Regions from separate parts of the Mus musculus genome. Here region 1 is linked to region 2. A link is a contact called in public HiCAR-type data. All regions are on one chromosome and are shown on one strand. Each heading gives the region's core, a stretch centred on a gene start, on an enhancer-like site or on the middle of the called end of the contact. The rest is flanking DNA. Distances are from core to core; before and after follow the strand shown. Region 1 has its middle 17 kb from the start of Gm22155. Region 2 overlaps Slc25a13 (solute carrier family 25 (mitochondrial carrier, adenine nucleotide translocator), member 13).

Region 1 (7,167 bases), core at 4,571-7,070, 810 kb after region 2:
GTGCTCTCACCCTATCTCCATCCCTGCCCTCAAGCCCGATAAACCACTCCCACTCTTGCTCCATATTCCCAGATCTTATCTTGAGGTGCATCAGGAGCAAGAGGAGGAAGTCTCAATGTTTCAGGCAGAAACTTGAAGTAGACTAAATTACTCAAAAGAGAAACTCTGTAAAGCCGAAGGGAATGAAGTTATGTCACCAGGCAAGTTGAGCCATCCATATCATGATGAAATTTAGGTCTCTCTATGAAACCGAAAAAAGGCAGATATGATGGAGGAGGAAGTTCTACCCTACGAAGAGAGAAAGTCTTTACTGTGGAAAACAAGGCAGAAGAAAGAACAAACTTAGAGAGGAATGCCCATGGTTTGGCCCTGGAGGGAAGTTTGAAGGTGGTGTGTGTGTGTGTGTGTGTGTGTGTGTGTGTGTGTGTGTGTGTGTGTGTGTATTAGCTAGACTGAGAAAAATGAGACATTTTTACTCTGAGTATAGTTTCAATGTCCAGAACAGGACATCATGCATAGTAACTATATTAGTCTGGGTTTTCTAGAGTAGAATGGATGCACATGAAAAGGGGGATTACAAGACTGGCTTATACAATATTGGCAGGATAGTCCAACAATGGCTATCCTTATACCAGAAAGGCCAAGCTACTAGGAGCTGCTCTGGATAGCTCAGCAGTCCCAATCTGGCTCCGAGGGCCTCTAGCATCCCTGGAGAGATAAGGTCTTCAGTTCAAGAAGCTGGCCTGTGACAGCAGCAGCGGCAGCAACAGTAGGGCAGACCAGCAAGACTGGGTGGCAAGCAGGCAAAAGGTGAAAGCTCTTCCCTCTGGGAGGGCTGCAGATGGCAAGTGCCACCCACATTGAGGGTAGGTCTTACCCTTTAATTAGCCTAAGTAAGAAAATACCTCGTAGGTGCGCAGAAGCTCCTCCTTCAGTTGATTCTAGATTTAGTCAATTTTGACAACGAAGATTAACTATAACAGGGACCTTATGCCAACACAGAAGGGCAACTAAGGAAGAGATGTCAGTGTGAATGGTTAGAGGAAGGGCTGTAGTTAGTATTTCTCTTCTCAGTCCCCATATTCTGTGGAGGAATGTAAACATTTCTATAGGCTCCACGGTTAGGCGTGAAAGATGAGTAGAAGTGCTAATCTTGTTTGTTTGTTTGTTTGTTTGAGACAGGGTTTCTCTGTGTTGCCCTGGCTGTCCTGGTCTACCAGGACTCTGTATACCAGGCTGGCCTTTACCTGCCTCTGCCTCCTGAATACTGTAATTAAAGGACAGTGCCACCACTGTCGCGGATGGACTGGTAATCTTATAGTGATGGCTGTAGTAGGGAGGGGCTTGATGACCCCGCCCATAGACTGAATCAGAGGCAGAAAAAGATGCAACTTCAACAGAGGGCATAAATAAGCTAACATGGAGTCATGGGACACCACTAGCAAGGGCAGCCCCCGAGGTGTGGGGCAAGTGAAGCAAGGCATCTGCCGGCTCCTCCTCCACTCCTCAACAAGCCTTAGTGCAACAGGCTCAGAGGCACGACCAGCCACAGCTCAGAGGCACGACCAGCCACAGCTCAGAGATGGGCAGCTCTGGCCCAGCCTGCGGAGAGGTCACGTGACCTTCCTCCGTGAAGCCCACTGGAGACCACTGGGAAACAGCCGGGGCAGACAGAATCTGCAGAACTAATTTTCAAGAGGGTGTGAGCCACTGCTATGACGTGAAAACAGTAAGACGTGAAATTTTAAGCTTTCTTACTCGCGGCTTCACATCTAGCCTAGGGAACACTCATGAGGAAGGTGACTGGGTTTAGATGGTAGAAATGCAATATTTTCTCCCATGTGAAAAGATATTGCTTAAGCAATAAAACCAAAATCCTGCTGCTTCGTTGTTCCTCCTGGGGTAAGATGGCTTGCATGGAGTGGCCCAAGTTCCCCATACCTCTCTGCAGTTTGCAACGTGTGTTGAGGCTGTTCCTGAGAAGCGAGATCTATGTTTTAAATCTGGGTCTCACATACTGCCTTTGAACAAAATAAAACAGAGGAGATCACAGCCTGCTCCTTTTACCCCAATTTGGTTTTTTGAGACAGGGTTTCTTAGTGTAGCCCTGGCTGTCCTACAACTCACTCTGTAGACCAGTGTAGCCATGAACTCAGAGATCCACCTGCCTCTGCCTTTTGAGTGCTGGTATCAAAGGCGTGCACCACCACCCAGTACAACATGCTCATTTTTGAAGGCCCCCGTGGGACCTTTCCTTGCTCTCTGAGGTCTCCACTATTAAAAGGAAGACAAACTCTTCTTAGCTCTTTCGAGAAACAAAGCATTTTAGAACCCCAACTCATCTCACAGTATGCCATTCTAGACTAGCTTGTCCACAACTAGTATAACAGGAGATTTACACATGACCCCGCCTACAATCAGCCAATCCTGACACAGATGGGATTCTCAAGAGAACTGAAGAAAATTTAACACCCAAAGATTGTAGATATTGTAGGATAAAATTAAAACACAGGTGCACTTCCGTTCAGGATCCCAGCACATAGAATGATGCTGACCACATGTGAAATGGACCTACCCACCTCAATTGAGGAAATGTAGACACTAATTCACTGACACACCCAGAGATTTGTCTCTTAGGTGATTCCAGATTCCATCAAGTGCCAGGTTGACAGTGTTAAGGGTTATTTTTTCCTTAAACGTTTTAGTGACTTCAGCTCAGCCTTGGGTAATCTGATGTCCTTCTTCCAAAACTGCTCTAAGGCTCTCAGATATTTGCGCACAAATGGACAACAACAACAATAAAGAGGAACTAGACACACGGCTCAATGGTTTAAATGACTTGTTTTGAAATCAGGAGGACATGAATTCAGTCCCTAGCTCCTAACTCAACAAGCATAGCATCTGTACATGCCTGTAAGGCCATTTTTGAGGAAGATGGAGGCAGGAGGATCACCGGGGCTTACCAGCTTTCCCCATGACAAAATCTAAGCTCCAGTTTGGGGAAAAGACCCTGCCTCAAAGGATTAGAAAGATAATGATACAAGAGGACACCCAACATCTTCTGTGCACACACACAGGCACACGCACCATTCTAACATGCCCATACACTTAAATAGACAGACACATACACACTAGATAGATAGATAGATAGATAGATAGATAGATAGATAGATAGATAGATAGATAGATAGATATGTAGATAGATAGGTAGATAGATAGATAGATATGTAGATAGGTAGATAGATAGATAGATAGATAGATAGATAGATAGATAGATAGATAGATAGATAGATAGACAGACAGACAGATCTTTACAAAAATTTTGTGCCCTTTAGTTCTTTAACAGGATAGTAAAAACAATGATATAATGGATAACATTCAGCCTTAAAAAACAAGACACCTTGCTACTTATGGCACTGTAGGAGAACCTTGAAGACATTATATTAAGTGCAGTGAGCCTGATATCAGTGATCGGGTACACTCACCAAATTATCTAGTATTGTCAAATACAGGGACAGAAGGCAAACACTGGCCAGCAGAGGCTGGAGGATGTGAGTAGCAGTGAGTTGCTTGGATGCATTTCGAGTTGCCATATGGAACAGTGAGCAGCTCTGCAGATGGATAGTAGGGATGCCTGCACCACAGTCTAGATGTACCTAAAGTCACTGATGTGCTCCATAAAAATGGCAAATTTCAAGTTGTGTGTATTTCACCAAATGAAAACACCTAAAACTGAAAATCCACATTAGAATTCCAGTTCTCACACACTAGATGTGCCTCAATTAAACTTAGAAGTTAAAAGAAGCACTTTTGACCGGCATGGTAGTGTATGTCTATAGTTCCAACGTTCAGAAGTCCGAGTAAGGAGAATCACAGGTTTGAAGCCAGTTTGGATTGCATAGTGAAAGTCTAAGGAAACACTTTTAAAGGTGAGTCAGGATAGCTCAGCAGGAGAATGCTTACTTAGAAAGTTCAAAGTCCTTGGTTCAGCCTTCAGCATTTCCAAAACAAAATTGTAATCTGGGGCAAGGGGACATGGAGGTTTCCAGTGTGACTTTCAGTTGGACCAAGTTTTGAGCCAGGACTCTGAAGAATCATGGATCCCTTGAGACTTTATTTCCCCCAAGAGTCTGAGAGCCTTGTTATGTGATCTGATGTGAGTGTTCTGTCTTGTTTGGATGCCTTCCCATCATCTCCCTACTGGGTTAAACCCCTCCCTCCTATCTTTCAAGATCCAGTTCAAATTTCATTTCCTGCGTGAATCTTCTGTTCTTTGAGTCATCCTTAATTACTTATCTATTTATTTATTTTAACCATCCTTCATCTCATGATCTGTTTAGCATCATTCAAAATATTTGAAACTGTCACTTTCAGAGTCATATGTTGATGTCCGTATCGGCATGCTGTGTGTGTGTGTGCCTGTGCGTGTTGCGTATGTGTATGTGTGTGTATGTGTGTGTGTGTATGTGCGTGTGTGTGTATGTGCACATGTGTGTGTGTGTGCATGCACAAGCATGTGTTCTAGAATCACTAGTCTATGCACAATTAAAAAGGGAAGAACAGCCTGTGTCTTTTTGGTTCTCTTACAACAGCTAAGCTTACTGATGTATGTTTGCCCAGTTCTTGCTCTCACATTGTCTGACTCTGTTTTCTTGCCAGTATTTTCTTCAATGGGCATTTTTGAGAAAAATCCCTCCATCTAATTTTCTTCAGTCGGCTTTCTATCGTGTCCCACCCTCAGGAACTTTTAAAGTCATTTTTGGCTAATCACCTTTCCTACGAAATTTTAACACTAAAGATAGATGATCTATTTTTGTGTGTGTGAAATAACTACAGAGTCATATAGAAAATGAGAGAGATTATTATCAATATTGTTCTTGCTCTTGGGAACCAAGTTTTGCCCTTTGGGACTGGAAGGGTAACATTCCCACTGAGAATATGTACTCTAACCCAAAGAGCAGCTGAACTTTTAACCCTCTGCAGCAAGGTAGTAGAGTAGTTTAGGCTGTTTCCCAGGCATTCCAGGGCTTTCAAAGCACTGCACTAGGTAGGGTCTTCTTTCCCTGGCTCAGTACCTAACAATCTGGCTCTTCCTGCCTCTGTGATTACTGCCTTTGATACTAATCTGCACTCACAGGTAAGGACAGGGTCTGAAAATACTTTCAAGGTAGGCATGAGTTTCTCTCAACCTCATAGTTGTTTGTTACTAAGTTATTTGCTTATTTGCGACCAGTAGGGGTTGGGTGGGTGGTGCAGTTGTAGACAAACTTGCCATGTTGCTTCTTCTCCTAAGGTACATTGATTGAGTGAGACAGAAAGGGAGGGGATGGGGCTTAGGTTAGAAGACTACAACAAGTGCATATGGTGTCATGTCTGAGCTAGACAAAGGAATCTGCTTCAGGTCCAATAACTTTGGCCAGGGCAGTCAGCTGGACCATACTTGATTTTCCTTGCCTGATAAATTTTTGAAGCAAACTTTCTGCTCATTTTCATATAGTAACCTTCACTTAACAGAAATGTTGTACATGTAAGAACCAGTATATATGATGCTGTTCATTGTTCATTGCTCTTGGGAATTCCAGGCCCATGGGAAACTAAGGCAGGAACATTATCATGTGTCCCAGGCCAGCTTGAGCTAATCTAAAATAAGAGGAGCCGTGTCTTTGACAATAAGTTCTGAATACTATGAATTTCTTTGTGATCAAGGCATATTTGTATCACAAGCTCCATTCTTACTGACTAGCTAAGCTTGGTTTCACATGCTTCTTTTTGCTTGTACGTGGTAAGCAGCTGGCACTGGTCCCAGGTTAAAGTGTGGGAGTATCCGGACAGAGTGCGTTTCCAAAACTCACGCCAGACACGTCATCATAGAGAACACGTCTCTCCTGGGACTCTTTGCCAGAGTTTTAATTGCCTTTTCCCCTTTCTCTGAGATTCCCGTTTTAACCACATTACATTTTTGTTCAGGTTAAAATAGTCAACAAATTATTAATCTGATTTCTTTCATAAAATTAAACACATGAAACTCAAGAAGAACGAAGACCAAAGTGTGGACACTTTGCCCCTTCTTAGAATTGGTAACAAAACACCCATGGAAGGAGTTACAGTGACAAAGTTTGGAGCTGAGACGAAAGGATGGACAATCTAGAGATTGCCATATCGGGGATCCATCCCATAATCAGCTTCCAAACACTAACACCATTGCATACACTGGCAAGATTTTGCTGAAAGGACCCAGATATAGCTGTCTCTTGTAAGACTATGCCGGGACCTAACAAACACAGAAGTGGATGCTCACAGTCAGCTATTGGATGGATCACAGGGCCCCCAATGGAGGAGATAGAGAAAGTACCCAAGGAGCTAAAGAGATCTGCAACCCTATAGGTGGAACAACAATATGAACTAACCAGTACCCCCCCGGAGCTTGTGTACCTCTAGCTGCATATGTATCAGAAGATGGCCTAGTCAGCCATCAGTGGAAAGAGAGGCCCATTGGAAGTGCAAAGTTTATATGCCTCAGTACAGGGGAACGCCAGGGCCAAGAAGTGGGAGTGGGTGGGGGATTGTGTGGGGGACTTTTGGGATAGCATTGGAAATGTAAATGAAATAAATACCTAATAAAAAAAAGTGAAAAAAATAAGTCTCTGATTTTACTTCATGTCAAACAAAACCATCCTTTCATTTTTCTTCAGAGTGAGAAGTTCTGTAAAAGTTGCCTGTATTGTCTCAATGTTTCATTTGTCACTTACAAAAAGAAAGGTGAGCCTGGTGTGGTTGTATATACCTTTAATGCCAGCATTCTGGAGGCAGATCTCTGTGTGTGTGAGGCTACCCTAGTCTAATACAGTGTCTGGGTCACCTAGGGCTACAGAGTGAGAGTCTGTCTCAGGAAAGGAGAGGAGAGGAGAGGGGAGGGGGAGGGGGAGGGGGAGGGGGAGAAGGGAGACTTGTCATTCTTGCAGAGTACCTGGGTCTGCTTCTTTGAACTCACAGCGTAGCTCACCGCTGTCCAGTCTGTAACTCCAGGCCTGTCTCTGATCTCCACAGGAACAAGGCACTCAAATGGCACGTGAACATACATGCAGCCAAAATAGCCATACATTTTGAAAATGAAGGAAGAAAGAGCTGGAGTGGTGGCACGTGCCTTTAATTTCAGCACCCGGGAGG
Region 2 (6,269 bases), core at 1,750-4,249:
TGGGGTTTCTGCTAAGAGGATAATATGCAGGCTACGAAGAGCTAAGCAGCCAGTGACTTAGCAACCTGACCTCTGTGAATGGGAACCGGGCCATCAAGGAGCTCTCTCCAGAAACAGGACTCACTGTTCTCGAAGTAATGCACCCCAATTTGCAAAGGGGCAGAAAAATGAAAGGCTGCCTCAAATGGCACAGGGAAAATGGCCGGCTGGATGCTAGGCAGGTACTAAGGTCACAAGGAGGCAGAGACTATAATAAGCAAAGGAACCCAGTTGGGGCAGTGAAGAGACTGTGGTGTACAAAATATGGGAAGAGGAGAAAACAGTGTAAAAATAACCAAGAACCTTGATGATTGAGAGACAGCCACCACCTTCTGAGCCCCGGGGCCAGGCAGGCTTCAGGCTAACTGCTGTCCTTGACTTGCTGGGAGAGTTGCCTTTACTCAGTGTGGTGATTTAAATAGACTCATGTGTTTGAATGCTTGGCCCATAGGAAGTGTCACTATCAAGCAGTGTGGCCATGTGGGACAAAGTGTGTCACTGGTGTAGGAGCTTTGAGGTCTCTACACTTAAGCTTTACCCACTGTAGACTTAGAGTCTTCTCCTTGCTCCTTTTGGATCAAGATGTAGAACTCTCAGTGCCTCCAGCACCATGTCTGCTTGCATGATTCCATGCTTCCCACCATGATGATAATGGACTAAACTTCTGGAACTGTAAGCCATCCCCAGTTAAATGTTTGTCTTTCTAAGAGCTGCATTGGTCATAGTGTCTCTTCCCAACAATAAATCCCTAAGGCAGCTGCTCTCATGTGCACTAGAAGTCTCTCTCTCCCCCGTACTTGCTACTTTGGGGGATGCTGGGCTCTCTACAGTCTAGATGAGGCACAGCAGCACAGGAGGGAGTGGGAAGAGAACACAGGCTGCTGCTCATGCCCTATGCAAGCAAGCACTTTGTCTATGGTGCACTTGTTTATCAGCCTCTGAAGAAGCAACTTCCAATTCCACGAAAGGCTCTGTTACCACCCAGTGATATATTAATTTCTCCTATGAAAACATAGGCAAATGCCATTTAAGCTAATTCTTACTATCTTACTATCTTCTTTCATTCAAGCCACCCCTCCCCAAGTTTAAATATTTATTTGCTCCATGTATTTTTTTCTCATCATTAAATTGTACAGCAAACCTGAACACACTGTGATTAAAATGATTACCCCTTGTCCGTATGGTTCTTTTAAGTGACTAATACAACCCAGCTAGACTCAAATGGCTGTTGTATTACCTACAGTCACTTCAGTCAGCCTTGAAGCAGACTGAAATTTGTCCTTCTTGCTATAAATATAGTGACACATTTTGAACATCAAAACACAAAACAGAAAATCTCAATTTAAGACTAAAAATAGAGCAAAAATATGTATTTGTGGAGCAACTATCTCCCAATACTTTTTGCTTGTGTCTGATAGAATGAACCGGGAAGAACACAAATGAGATGGGTGGCTTCTTGGGGTGAAAAATCTCAGTTTACAGAAAGGCCTACTTGTCTACCAAAGTACACATGCAAAATATCAAGATCTGGGTCCTTTCAGAGTCAGCGAGATAACTGGAGATGGTGGAGGAATCACAGATCTAATAACAATGGTGCTGTTTATGGCATTCACTGCACACCAGGTATTACATCTGGTGTTTTACATAAATTAATACAATTAATTCACACGATAATCTTTCCCAGTGCAACAGCACCACCATCATGGTCCTCCCCCTCCTCCTCCACCTCCACCTTGTCATCATCATCATCTCTTAAACCATGAAGAAAATGAGGCTGACTTCCAAGGAGCTGCAGGTCCCCTGACTGCTGGATTGGCAGCACAGTTCACCTGGGCAGGTAGCACACTGCTTCACACATTGGCGCTAAGGAGCATGGACCAAATTCTGCAGACACATGGGGTGCCTTTTAAGATGAAGAGTGAGGTGTAAGAAGTAAGAAGTTCTAGCGGCAGTTGGAGATATCTGTCAAGGCCAGAGGTAGTAAAAAAAAAAAAAAAAAAGAGTAATAGTCAGAGATCACAAGCTTCCCTTTAAATGAAGACCTCCAGCAAAACAAACAAACAAACAAACAAACAAGCTACACGTCCACCCCTAAGACCTGGGACGGGTTCTGGTGCTCAGCAAGGCAACAGGAAGGAACCAGTCTTGCCATTCTTGCGCTTAACTCTCCTATGACTCCACTGGAAAGTACTGGTGATTCTGGGTTATCATAAGAGGCTACAAACGGGCCTGGCCACTATCAGCTCTGAGCAAAGGTCTCCTGAAGGAATCATAAAGTGCCAGACTGTGAAAAGCCCAGGGGTGGAGATTCCAATAACTCCGCTTCTGCGTGGTTCCCAGAGAAGGAGCAGAGGATGGCTTAGCAAGCCTCCAGCTGACATCCCAGTTACAGCACCTCATCACAGCCACACTTAAAGCTCAAGAACAGATGTGCTTGACATCTGGGTAGCTCAGCAGAAAAAGCAGGTTTCTAATAATATGTCTCTGGTGGTCCCTCAGAAATTCATTTTAAACCACTCCGAACAGAAACGGGATCTGTGTGTGTGTGTGTGTGTGTGTGTGTGTGTGTGTGTGTGTGTGTGTTGTTTCTAACTTGACAAAACAGCAGTCCATTTTCCAGTCGCCTCAGATGAAATTTATTAGTGTGGTTACTTCTCTAATCTTCTCTTTTTCGTTTAGCTCCATCGGCACACATGGCAATTCTTCCTTGGCACATTTTACCAGAAGGCTGCTAATGCGAGAAAAGATTTACAAGGCACAGAATTAATGCAGTGCTTTCTCTTCAAATTTCACGGGCTGAAAATATAATTCACACAGTTTCTTCTCCCTTAAAGAGGCCAATGAGAACTGAGCTAGAGGCGAGGACACTGAGCCCTCCCCGGGAGCCTGAGCTTCACACAGCACCCCAAAAGGAGGTTCCTGTGAACATCGTGCTCAACTAGAGACCAACTCCACAGTCATGTGCCAAAGAGATTTTCATGAATACTTCCAAAATATTATGCAATTCTTAAGCATCTCAGAGTTGGCCAAGACTGGGGAAAAAAAACTTCTTGTCAATCCAAGCCCAACTAAAGTTTGTTTATTCCACACAGTTAGTAGCAGCTGAATACTGAGGCACAAACCTTAAAGAGAAAGAGAGATCTGGGTTGCAATTCTGGGTTTGTACCTCTTGCTGGTTGAGATACCATTATAACATTTGGCCTCAAAGTCGAGCTCCCCATTGGTAAAACACCAACGCTAGCTGCTGTTTATTTGGATAATCCAGAGAACAAACGTTTACAAAGCACAAGCACCTCTTCGTGTTTACATGTTCCGAAGAGGGCGCTTCTCTCCTCCTTTTCAAGCTGCAGCCTTGCACTGCTTCCGATTTCTAAGAGGCGATCCCGGCTGAAGAACGCTTTTCACTCAGAGGTAGGTAAGGAATACAGTACTACCCACAGGACACCATGCCTGCCCTTGGAGGAGCTCGCCTTAAACAGGGACACCTGGACTGAGTGTCTAGCTGCCCCCACCTACAAAAATAGTGCAGGAATAAGACAAATCTTCAATTGTTTATTTTATGTTAAAGTAAAATCTTTTATTTAAATATTTAAGCACTTCTTGACCTCTGCTGGTAAGCAATTGTTTAAAGTGTAGCTTCTCCTGGGTGACAGAGGAGCCATGTGACTGGGGCCATGGGTCTGAAGCTCCCACTGTAAGGTTTAGCTTCCAACTGTTATTTATTGGCTGTGAAGTTGTCTGAGGGTAAGCTTATCTTTCTGAACCTTTGATTTTATCCCTTCCTTCATGGGAAAGATCATAGTTACCCTTTCTTAGGGTAGTTATGAGGATAAAAATGAGTTTATACAAATCTTCATTACTGCCAAGCACACAGTAAATGCTTCAGAGGTGGACTTCAATCATCATTATCAGTACTATCATAACAACACCGAACATTTATTCTCCATCCTCTTTCTTCATGGGAGACAGACTCCACACAGAGGCTAAGTAAGAAGCCTGTTCCACAGCACTGTCTGCAGCAATCCGCCCATGGTTTTTCATGTTCAGTATCAAGTCTCACAGCAGGTTCTATCTAAGCCTTTCATATTTAGCTTTCCTCTCTAGTAACCATACTGTTCAACCTTTATAGAGGAAGCCCTTCGTGCAACAACACCGGGTGGGTGGCGTCACACCTCCTACTCTGCCGATGGGTCATGAGTACCAGGCTCTCTGGAGAAGCCAGTGAGTGATCAGTGGTTGGGCTGATCAAGCATGGAAGCTGTGGCCAACGCAAGTGTTCTTCTAACCATGCTACACAAGTCAGGCAGGTCCATCAAAGCAACAGGGGCTCTAATAAGGAAGAAACTCAAAACCTAAAGGTTCAAACAAAAGCATTGCAGGGGCATTCTGCCCTGAGAAAGGTGGTGCAGCCTACAACAAGAAGGAAGGCATGCAGGGTGGAATTTGGTAGGGAAAATGAATACACATGACACCCGTAAACCCTTTGAACCCAGTGGCAACCCTCTTGTGTTGTCTTACCCTCCTGACCTCACTGTGGAGGCCACTACACTTGTCCCCAAGTCCCCAGAGAGCACCCCCTTGCTTTGAAAATCAGATTAACCCCCACTGGCTACCATCCCTGCATGTAGCCTGCCTTACAGCTTTGACTCTCATTCCTTTCTCTCCACACCAGTTCAAGCATTCTTTCCTCCCCCCTCCTCTTCCTCCTCCTCCTCCTCCTCCTCCTCCTCCTCCTCCTCCAAGCATTGTCTATTGCTTCTGACTCACACTGCCCCAGGCAGCAGGCTCCTCCACCTTCCCAAACACACTATCCTGTTTCAAAGACTCAGTCCCTTTCTCCACAGGCTCTCCGGCAGGGACTCTACAGTGGCTAGATTATGAGGCCAGGAAAGGGGAGCGAGAAGTAGTTGGGGTTTCCACACCTGTTTCCAGGGTCCCATGCTTTATTAGAAGTTTTGACCACAGTCTACACTATGGTTCAGCATTCTTTTGGGAGTCTGAGTATTAAAACATAAAAAGCAATGGCACCCATAAAGGTCTAGAAGAAAAAGCCGATCTTTTGATGGTTCTATTTTGTCTGGGGCTTCCCAGACTGTTACCAAGTGTCAAACACTCTTCTGTTCTCTAGTGACTTTCCAGATGCTGGCCAGGAAGTATCTAAACTATGAAGTTTCAACTGTTTCCATCTGAACAAGGGCAGCAGCTGCTCAAATACTACAGCTTCATTAGTTTAAACAAATTTGTCATTAAACTCTCCTCCAGGTTCCCAAAATTTGTCACCCTCCCAAGTTTGCTGAGCTCATCACTGCTCCTACCCAGGGCTCCCAGGCCTTCACCAACTTCTCACCATCCAGTGCGGGTCATCTCAGTGTGTGCTATAAGCTGCCTCTGCTCCCTAAGCTTTGGGGTGCCCAAGGTTTCTGCTCAGTCGTGGTTTCCCACAATCAATTATCTGTCCTCTGAGTTCTAGAGTTTAACATCACACATGAAAAGGTGAAGAAACAGGGCAGGGAGATTCGACTCAAGGTAGCCCATTCTGCACAAAATGGACGTTCTGCTGGACCAGAGTGGACCCACAGCTCAAGGCGGTCACAGAGGAACTGTGATGTCTTCAAATACGCACGTGCTATTAAATGATGCCAGTAAGAGTTATGAAAAAATGCCAATGGTTTTATTTTTAGCTTGAAGATTTCTGGGTTCATTTTTATCCACAAGAGCTAAGTATGAAGGAGGGTTCTCATGAGAACCTCATGGAATCTAGATTCAGCCATACACTATAGCAAGAGTCATGGTTTAAACCAACTAGCTGGCCCCCAACTTTCTTCTAGAACATACACAGATCAATGGCTTCCTGAAATATCAACCCATCATCCTCTAGATGTCACCTTAAGAACATGCCAGGATAGAGGATAACTGCTTTGAACCACAAAAAAAAAAAAAAAAAAAAAAAAAAAAATCCTGAAATAAATAATCCTGAAATTTTGCATGCAGGATTCAACAGGCTGACTGGAAAATGTTTTATATTTTGTGGACATTAATTTTCATTTTATTATTTATTTGTCAATAAATAGTTAGCCCAATTAAGGTATGGCTCATAAAATTTATCTAATTTGCTTTTTTGGAATGTTTCTTCTTCTTCTTCTTCTTCTTCTTTTTTTTTTTTTTTTTTTTTTTTTTTTTTTTTTTTTTTTTATTTCAAAAACAGATTTTCGGAATCTCCTGCCAATCAA

Evidence for each region. HiCAR-type assays count read pairs that join an accessible place to other places.
Region 1: a HiCAR-type map of fibro-adipogenic progenitors shows a contact between it and region 2, with 10 times the contacts expected there. The contact joins two enhancer-like sites. A contact is called at or near these places in 4 of 484 Hi-C or Micro-C datasets (3T3-L1-derived adipocytes, cerebellar granule neurons, embryonic fibroblasts and 1 more) and 2 of 115 datasets of contacts at active chromatin or transcription factors (astrocytes and fibro-adipogenic progenitors).

What each region holds. Positions count from the first base shown.
Region 1 is chr6:6,903,966-6,911,132 of GRCm38.p6, forward strand. No RefSeq gene overlaps it. Among named protein-coding and RNA genes, the nearest start is that of Gm22155, 17 kb to the right of the region's middle. Within about 2 kb of position 5,821, at least 10 of the 459 cell types and tissues checked have an H3K27ac peak or open chromatin away from gene starts, as enhancers often do. A contact at or near this core is called in fibro-adipogenic progenitors, where this site is marked.
Region 2 is chr6:6,098,817-6,105,085 of GRCm38.p6, forward strand. All of the region lies in intron 11 of Slc25a13 (solute carrier family 25 (mitochondrial carrier, adenine nucleotide translocator), member 13), which reads right to left. Among named protein-coding and RNA genes, the nearest start is that of Slc25a13, 120 kb to the right of the region's middle. Within about 2 kb of position 3,000, at least 13 of the 459 cell types and tissues checked have an H3K27ac peak or open chromatin away from gene starts, as enhancers often do. A contact at or near this core is called in fibro-adipogenic progenitors, where this site is marked.